Linked DNA regions of Sus scrofa: regions 1 and 2 are each linked to region 3. Evidence: chromatin contacts called from public HiChIP or PLAC-seq data. All regions are on one chromosome and are shown on one strand. Each heading gives the region's core, a stretch centred on a gene start, on an enhancer-like site or on the middle of the called end of the contact. The rest is flanking DNA. Distances are from core to core; before and after follow the strand shown. Region 1 holds the start of FEM1C (protein fem-1 homolog C). Region 2 holds the start of TICAM2 (toll like receptor adaptor molecule 2). Region 3 holds the start of PGGT1B (geranylgeranyl transferase type-1 subunit beta).

What was found. HiChIP or PLAC-seq counts read pairs in DNA pulled down with a chosen protein or histone mark.
Region 1: a contact with region 3 is called in an H3K27ac HiChIP or PLAC-seq map of alveolar macrophages. The contact joins the promoter of FEM1C here to the promoter of PGGT1B in region 3. A contact is called at or near these places in 1 of 5 promoter capture datasets (fetal liver), 1 of 47 Hi-C or Micro-C datasets (embryonic fibroblasts) and 2 of 2 datasets of contacts at active chromatin or transcription factors (alveolar macrophages and skeletal muscle).
Region 2: an H3K27ac HiChIP or PLAC-seq map of alveolar macrophages shows a contact between it and region 3. The contact joins the promoter of TICAM2 here to the promoter of PGGT1B in region 3. A contact is called at or near these places in 1 of 5 promoter capture datasets (fetal liver), 1 of 47 Hi-C or Micro-C datasets (embryonic fibroblasts) and 1 of 2 datasets of contacts at active chromatin or transcription factors (alveolar macrophages).

Annotation. Positions count from the first base shown.
Region 1 is chr2:119,721,571-119,724,494 of Sscrofa11.1, forward strand. It overlaps FEM1C (protein fem-1 homolog C), which reads right to left and starts at 1,470. Exons shown (of 3, transcript XM_021084648.1): 1 at 1,089-1,470; 2 at 1-245. The coding sequence starts at 56.
Region 2 is chr2:119,759,366-119,762,180 of Sscrofa11.1, forward strand. It overlaps TICAM2 (toll like receptor adaptor molecule 2), which reads right to left and starts at 1,394. Exons shown (of 1, transcript NM_001204351.1): 1 at 1-1,394. The coding sequence starts at 1,394. The coding sequence ends at 681.
Region 3 is chr2:119,439,545-119,442,595 of Sscrofa11.1, forward strand. It overlaps PGGT1B (geranylgeranyl transferase type-1 subunit beta), which reads right to left and starts at 1,290. Exons shown (of 9, transcript XM_003123848.6): 1 at 631-1,290. The coding sequence starts at 770.

The DNA.
Region 1 (2,924 bases), core at 220-2,719, 280 kb after region 3:
AGGAGCCGGAGTTTGCCATCTCGAGCTGCGTTAAATACTGCTGTCTTTAGATCCATTTATGTCCAGTTGAGAGGCTGTGCTTTATTTATCCTTCGAAGCAAAGCTCCAGCTTAACTCTATCGACACAGACAAGAGTTACAGTAACCGAAGTTCTGTGTTAAACACTGCACCCCAGGACTGGTATAAAACCACAGCGAGTAGGTTCTGTCTATTGCCTTCCAACATCTGACAACCAGGGCACCAAACTAGAGAGAAGGAAAAAAAAAAAAAAAGGAGCAGTTTTGAATTTTCCATAGGTTAAGGTAAAAACCACTAGGTTTTCTTAATTTCTACTCCGGGGGAGCCACACTGTAAGGGACTACTCCGCCCCTTCCCCCCAGAAAAAGGTGGGAAAGGAGAATACATAAAAGTACAGAGACGCAAATGTTTTGGTGGGAGGCAGTCTCACCTCTATATACCGTAAATGTAAACGCTACAGGCAACCGGTTTTCTCGCCTCCTAACCAGCTAAGCTTTGTTCTAGTTCTGCTTTGCACACGCCCAGAGAGAGTACAAGCGAAGAGGCAGAAGACCCGGGCGCAGAAATGTTTCACATCTGCAGAGGAGAGCGGGCCAAGGGCGCGAGGCTGAAAGGCCTCGCTGTGGCCAGGAGAGGGAATAAAAAAGGTCGGAGCCAACAAACCGCGGCCGGCTAACGCCAAAACCCTCACCCGAAAGGCTCTCTTTCCTTTAAAACTACTCCAGACTCTCAGGAAATCCGGCTGCCTTTTAGCTAACTTCGTCCGCCCCATTTTTTTTGATTCCCCCACCGCGCGCCCCGCCAAAAGGGACCCGCAGGTTCCCCAAACCACAGCTGCCGGTATATAACCTTCACCTCTACCTTTTCCAGAAACCGGCAGCCCTCGCCCCAAGTTCCTCGATCGACCTCTACCCGCTCTATGCCGGCCGACGAGTCTAGGGCCTCCATCCCGCTGCCCGCCTTCCGCTGCTGGGGGCGCCCTCCTTCCCCTTCCCGCCCAGGCCTCCCCGTGGACGCCTCAGGCCGCAGCTCGGGCTCCGCCAGGCCGCCGCCGCTGCCACTGCCACTACCTGCCCTGGGGTTAGTTCTCCCCGCTGGCCGCCCGGGCACGGGCCGGCCCCTTCAAATTGAAACCGTTGTCCGCGCCGCCGCCCGGGCCGCGTTGCTCCGCCTGCGGCCGCACAGCTCGTCCATGCCCCGCGCCCCACAGGAATGAATCCAGCCGCGCCGCTTGCCCCGCCCCGCCACGCCGAGCTGCCTCCCGCCCTCCCAGTCTGCGCGGGCTGCAGCGGCTGCAGCGGCGGATGGTGTAATGGGCTGCGGGCCGGGGGCCGGACAAGCCCAAGCACTACTTCACATCACTGACGCGGCAGCAGTGCCATTGGGCCGGGGGAGGGCGGCGGCCGCCGCGAGCAACTGCCTAGGGGCGGGGCAGGGAGGCTGCCAGGGCGGAGCGACGCGAGAGGGGGTGGGGCCATGGCTCGAAGAAGGATGGGCCTGCGTGCGGCACGCGAAGGGGGCGGGGCCACGCAGGCATCCGCGGCCGGGGGTTGGTGGAGCGGCTGCGCAGATCTCGCGGGCTCCTCCGCTCTCCAGGTTTCAGGCAATCGTCTCAGGGGCTCTTTGGGTCCCACTGCCGAAACCCCCGGAGGCGTCGTAGCCATTACTACTTTGTCATTACCCTCTCAGACTAGCCTCTCCTAAGGTTCTTTCCTTTGGTGGGCCATGGAGCTCTTTATAAGAACTCAAAAAGGCAAAACAAGAACAACACAAGAATGAAATTTGGGAAAAAGACTACTTCTGGAGGCTGACAATCAAGACTTTTTAAAAAATATGGACTAAAAAAAATATATAAAACTACAGGGAATGGTAAAAACAGAGCAGTATAAATCAACAAGGTCGAATTCTTGACTGTAAACAATAAAACCAGGAAACGAAAGAAAGGTACGAAATTAATATACGTAAAAATAATTACTACTTCACACAGCAGGAAATGAATTTGTGGAATCCGTGACATTAACACATGGGGTGTGTTAAACTAGGTCGAGGAAGAGTTTAAACATGTTTGGAGAATGACACCCATAGTGAATCATGAGAAAATAATTTGGAAGAACTTGGTGTTCAATCTGGTGAACACTTTATTTGGAGGAACTTAAACTCACAGTTTCTTGGTACCACTGAGGGAAAGAAAATATTAGATTATAGCTCACAAGTTTCCTTTTCAAAGAGCTACTACCTCTTACTATAACGATGTCTCACGTTTTTATAATTTTAATAATCATTTTTAAGTGGAGCATTATATTGGCATTAGGCAGTCAGCATTAGGGTCAACATTAGTAACCCAAGATTCAAGTGAAGGTTATTACCACTGAGAAGAAAATTTAGAACAGAATATAAAAGATGAGAGTAACTGTCTATACAAATCAAAGAGCCAGGAGAGATTGACTGTTTTAACACTAATGTTACAGGTCACAGTTCTATACTCTCAAAGTATAAATACTAGAGACAGTTTCCCACCCAAGGCCTAACCTGGGCTGACCTCTCTTATCAGATTCAATAAGATTATGTGAAAATTTACAACAGTGTTCTTCAAACCAACAAGTGCATCCCTTGGGGGATTTTCACAGGGTAGGTGCACATTTAGTTTTAAGGCCACCAGTTTCTGAATATTCACCTTGCATCCATCTATATTATTTCCTAAAATTGATCTGCTGGTAAAGGAAAGCAATTAAGTTTTCATTTCCTAACTCTTTCACATGAGCCATATATACCCAAATATATTAGCCATATATCCAAACCACAAAAAGAAAGGTCATAACTTCCACTGAGAATCTTAAAATGGTACATTGCTCCAGGGTATAAAAAGCTAAGGCAACCTTTGTCAATTCTTTGTCAATTTAAAACAT
Region 2 (2,815 bases), core at 144-2,643, 320 kb after region 3:
CTATAGGGGTCATCTCAACCCCAGGCATGGAGTCCTAATCACAAGATTGTTAAATGGGCCACCAATCAGTGGTGGGAACTGCCTCCAACTTTGCAAATTCCAGCTGAAAGGAAAACGCATTGGATTGGATTATTTTAAAGAGGCCCACCATTCTCACATCTATTTTTCATTTCACATTTATCAGTTCTCACCATTCCAAATGAACTAATCTGGCTATCCCTATTTCTGGACGACAATACTGGGAAGGCTTTCCTGCAACATTCGTGAGAGGTGCCGCAACAGGGAGAGCTGTCAGATTTCTCAAGGCCATTGTTTTGCCAACGTGTCTTTTGAGAACAAAATCAAAGTGTTATGGTATTTTTTTAAATGTCTATCATATAAGTTCTTGTTCAAGTTCAATACAAGAAAAGTGAATTTAAAATATCCTTTGTTGAACTAGGAAAGCTGTGAGAGGAATCAGAGGTTTTGCAACTCTGACAATTGCAAGTTTAGAGAAACATCAAAAGTACCTCAATTCTATAGAGTGTCCTGCAAAAATCTATTTTTCTTGGGCTCTACAGTTTTCCCCTAAGAGCAAGGTTCTCTTCCATTTAAACTTTTCCTAGAAATTTGCTTTCTCAAGTGAAGAGAAACCATTTGCTTTACAAAACAAGGGCACACCATGTGTTATATGTCCCATCTCAGGCAATCAATTGTCTTTGTACCAGATTTCTGGTCTCTTTCCATATAGCCTGTTGTATCTGATACACAGACTCCTGAAAAATCCTTTCCACTTGTGTAGGAAAGCCACGACTTTCTTCCTCCAGGGCGTTGATGGTTCGCAGAGCAAAGGGGGTCTTTTCTCGGGGCAGGGGGTTGTTCAGGGGCCGCATGGGGATGACAGAGTTGTATTTGTGCTGTCTGTTCACGGAGTTCATGAGAGATGTATAGAACTGGAACTTACACCAGGTGTCTCTTAGAAAGTTTTCAGTCAATAGCAAGATTGTCCAGGCAGAGCCATTGACAGCATCGTCTAAATTCTGTAAATGCTGTCTGCCACACGGCATCTCAGCAAAGATTATTCCAGGTTTGATCCCGAAGTCATTTTGCAGCAGATTCTGGACTCTGAGGGCTTCATCTGTGTCATCTTCTGCGTGTAGTATCACAAATTTGAGGAACACCTCTTCTTCTGCTTCCTCTTCAGGCATCTCTTCCACTCCGTCAGCTCCCTCCTGCTCTCCTGTTGGCATCTCTGCTGAACTGCTACATGCAACATCTTCGCCACCATGCAGGGGGATTTCCTCAGATATCGTGCAATCTGTCTCGTGAGGTTTTTGACTTGTATCCACACCGTGGCTTTTACTCCAAGAGAGAGAAAGAAGGCAGGGATCTGTCTTAGACTTCCCGATACCCATTATAAATATCCAAGTCAGAAAGGAAAGCTTTATTTATTTCTCAGCATTTCTTTTCATCCTAAAAGGAGAAATAACAAAGCAGAAGACTACTGTAAATTTCATCAAAACAATTAAAATGGAAAATCTCATTCAACCTGCAAACCTCAAAAAGATTATAATATATAGCTTTCTAAGAAGAAAATGTCAAAGAGATCATTGGAGATGAAGTCACTTGTCTTGTTTGAGTTCCACAAGGGCTACCACAGGTAGGCAGGGGTAGGTTAAACACAGGGGTCCGGTTTAATATAAAAGGAGATGTTTGGAAACTTTAAATGGTATTATATTGGCATTATAAACTCCAGTTAAATTACTTTGGTGTGTTAGCGAAAAGGGACCGTATCACTCTACTCATATGGAGTTTAAATTCAACTTCTCCATAACCAAATTACTGTGTAAACTAGAAACAGGAAAACTAAAAGAAACAAAATATTCATATTAACTTCAAAACATATTTTTGTTTCAAATGCAAATACAAAACAGAATACAAATACCCTAAAGACAGCTAATAGGCAGCTCTGCTGACTCAGAATAAAAAGATCTGAAATGTTAAATGAAATGTTGCTCAGGATTCACCGGTTCAGAGCTTTTTCTCTTTTTTTTTCTTTTCTTTTTTTTTGGTCTAGGGTCAGGGATTGTTGTACTGGGGCTGGTGCAGAAACTAATAAACTTTTGCAAAAAGTAAGGAATATCTTTTTCCAGCTAATCCTGGGAATAATTAAGAAAACATATTTCTGCACCCAGGTAAAAAAAGTAACATCTTGGTTTGGAAGTGTAATCTGGAAACAAAGCCTTGTGATTTCCAGGGAAATCAATAATGATCATAGTCTGTATCATTCTTTTATTTTAAAAGGCCTAAACTCAGAGTAGAAGAATTAGATCAGCTGTGAAAGAGAGATACTCCATGTGAATCTAATGCTGCAGTATTGTTAATACCCAAATAAGCAGTTTCAAGGGGGTACTTTCATCAAAAGACAGAAAATTCAGAATAGATAAGTATAAAATACATGTTGTCAAATATGGGCCCATAGGCTATATTCCAAAGGATTTTTATATATTGTTCATGAGCAAAGATCAGAGATCAAGAAGAAATTAGAATCTTATTCATAATGACATAAGTACCAGCTACATATGCCAAAATAATTCAAGTTTAGATGAAACCGTTCATCAAATGGTGAAAAACTGTTATGGGAAGAAAAAATAAGGAAAAACGTATACAGAATTTCTTTCTAATGTAAATAAGGAGTGAAAGGGTTTGCTACTGCCACTGAATAGTGAAGAAATCACTGGCTACTGGCTGTCATTGATTCTGCCTGTTCTTCAGGTTCTGATCCACACTATATTGTGCCAGCCACCAAGTGGTGGTCTAAGGCATGACAACCCTC
Region 3 (3,051 bases), core at 40-2,539:
TCCTTTCATTATTCTCATTGCCAGACTTTTACTCTGAATGACTAATTCACAGTTTCTTAGCCTACTCCAACTCACAAGGCTCTTCCAAATAAACTTTAACAGGCTGCTTATAAGCAACACCGCACCTCTTTCATCAATCCTATCATGAGATGTACAATTCCTGAAAAGTTCATATCTACGCAAACCTTAGAGGTTTGCTGCCGCTCCTATACGCTGAACACCATACAGGCACTCAATTAAGACTCAACGGCTTTATAGAGGAAAGAAAAGCACAGCGAAGATTATCTACATAAAATACGATGACAAACACTTTTTTTCCTTTTTTATCGGAAGTGAGGTCAAAGTGACTCATATAGGCTGAGAGAAGGGATAAAAAAGGAAGCTCCCAGTTGACAGGAAAAAAAAATGGAAGTGAAAAGGGCGGAAACTGGAGATTCCAAAAGCCCTCGACTCGCAGCTCCCTTCATTCCTACCGCCGTAGCTCGGGAGTGAGGGTGACCGCAGGCCGGCCGGAGAGGGGAGGCAGTGAAGGGTGGGCGGCGCCGCAGCCCCCTGCGGCCACCCACTTAGCCGTCTTCCTCCATGCTCCTGGAGCCGGGCCCCGTGCTGGTCCCGCTGACCCCCAGTTACCTGCTGGTCTCAAGCGAAGAGTAGCGCTCCGGCAAGACTTGGAGGCAGCGCTGGAAGAACCGCACGTGCCGGTCCCGCAGGAAATCCAGCCGCTCTCCGTCACCGCTCCCAGCCGGCCGCTCGTCCTCCGTGGCCGCCATGCTGCTACGGAAACGACGTCCACTGCGACCCGGAAGCAGTTGGCGCGCGGCGCGAAGGAAACCCGAAGGGCGGCCACCGCGTGGCAGGTGAGGAGGGGGCGTGCGCCTGCCCCTGTTCTTCCCGGTAATGGAGACTACACGCTGTCAACACAATGCCTCATGAGGCGCGTTCTCCCTCCGTAGCGCACAACCAGCCTTTTCTACTCTAAGCCCCAAAGGTTTGGAAACACCTTGCAGGCCTTGTAAAATGCAGCCCAAGATCCACAAATCTTTGCAGAACTTTTATCGTGGGGGGAAGTGTAAGGTCAGTAGCTTCAAGTTCACTTTGAGAAAAATCACGGCCCTAAAGAACACGAAGATGGTATATATGAAAACGGGGATGAGTCAGTATAAATTTGTCAACAGACTCATTTTCGGAAGCCACAGTTTTAAGCTGAACGGAGAGCGAAATTAAACCTACAAATCAATTAGAGATAGACAAATGCTTATTAAATAATTACCAACGCGATGAAAGTTAAGACTTCCTAGTATCATTTTCTTTTACGAGTCTTAAAAATTTTACTCTTTGAGTCAGGATCATCCAGGATCAATGCAGCATAAATTTGCAATAGCAAATATGCTCAACGTGTTCTCCAACTACGCATATGCTAAAAAATGAAAAGAAACATGTGCTTCTAGCTATTTTTTTCAAAAAGAGGGATTTAAGTTGCTTCAGCCATATACTATTGCCTTTAAAAGTTCACAAGGCAGTCTTGGGGTGGGGGGTGAATCTGCCCTAAGGATCAGGCCTGAATTGGCTTTTTGTAATCAAGTAATAGTTTAGGTATAATTTAAATGCTAGCTTTCTTAGAAAATGTTTCTCTTAAAAAACTACCACGTGGACTGGAGTTATCCTATTTCACCAATCCAAAGCATCTTGTATAAAGCATCTAGTATAACAGGTACTAGTAACTATTCACAGGTATTCCTGCATGTAACAAATATTGCATTAACAAACTGCCAAGTAAGGGCAAAGGGCTGTCCTTGGTGCTTCCCTCCAAATATGGGGGCAGTCTTTGCCTTGTAGGTATGCCCAGTCTAGAGGAGTTTTCACTGCATGATTACAATGAAGATCTGGCTTTCACTTAAAACTTATCCATCACTAAGTGTTTGAAAATGTTCAAGGTGAAGTCACATTACACACGCTGAACTTACTAGAATCCACTATGCTCACTCTATATAAGCTCAGAAAGACAATCCTATTAACCTAGCCCTTTAAGGGAAGCCAAATAGTTCACCTCATTCTCAGCAATCTGATCCAAATCTTGTGGAAATACTTCTGTGGTGAACTCATTGAGACATGATATACTGTCTAGGTAATTAACCATCCACCTTTTCCTGGGTGATTTTGATTAAATGGGATTTTTGACATCATGTGACAGAACCTAACCCCCACATAAAATGTCACTGTACATTATTGGCCAAGAAGTACAAGGCTTCAAAGTATAGGAATGATAGAGTATCTATAAAATTGAATATTATTTAGCCATTAAGTGATAATGTTTGAATTATATAGAAAGAAAAAAATATATGTGATGTAATGTTAAGCAATTATAGTATCTAAAATGTACTCTGAGACTAGCTGTTTAAAAACAGGTAGGTATGTTTTTTGAAAAAGTTACCTTAGGGTAGTGGAATTATGGGTGCTTTATAACATTTTTCCTTTAGTGTTTTTTCTAAATTTCTTATTAATACACTTCTTAATCCAGTATAAGAAATGTTTATTTACATACCTTCTGTGAGCTGGCAACTGAAGACATTATTGTGTTTATTCTGTATCGTCTATATAAAAGACTCATAAATTCCTCATTTATTTTAGATTCAGTTAGAAGGACTACCTTCTTCAAAATACTTTCATACTTTATTTAAAAAAATAAAAAAATAAAAAGCCTTAAGAATCACATCACCCCCCCCCCAAGGCTTTCCGTAAAGCTGTATTTGTGTATAACAAAAAACATGTTAGAAAGCAATGCCTGAGAAACCTTTCCTTTTCTGTATCTTGTTGCTGTTGAATTCTATTTATTTTTATTTTTCATCTTTTTGAACATGCCCATGGCATATGGAAATTCCTGGGCCAGGGATCCAACTCATGCCACAGTAGTGACTTGAGCCACAGCAGTGACAATGCCAACTCCTTAACCCACTGAGCCAGAGAGGAACTCGTGAATTCTGCTTTTAAATTTCCTTGACTTGTTCTGTATTTTATTTCTAAACTTCCTCAAAGCATTTAAAAAAGTTAAGG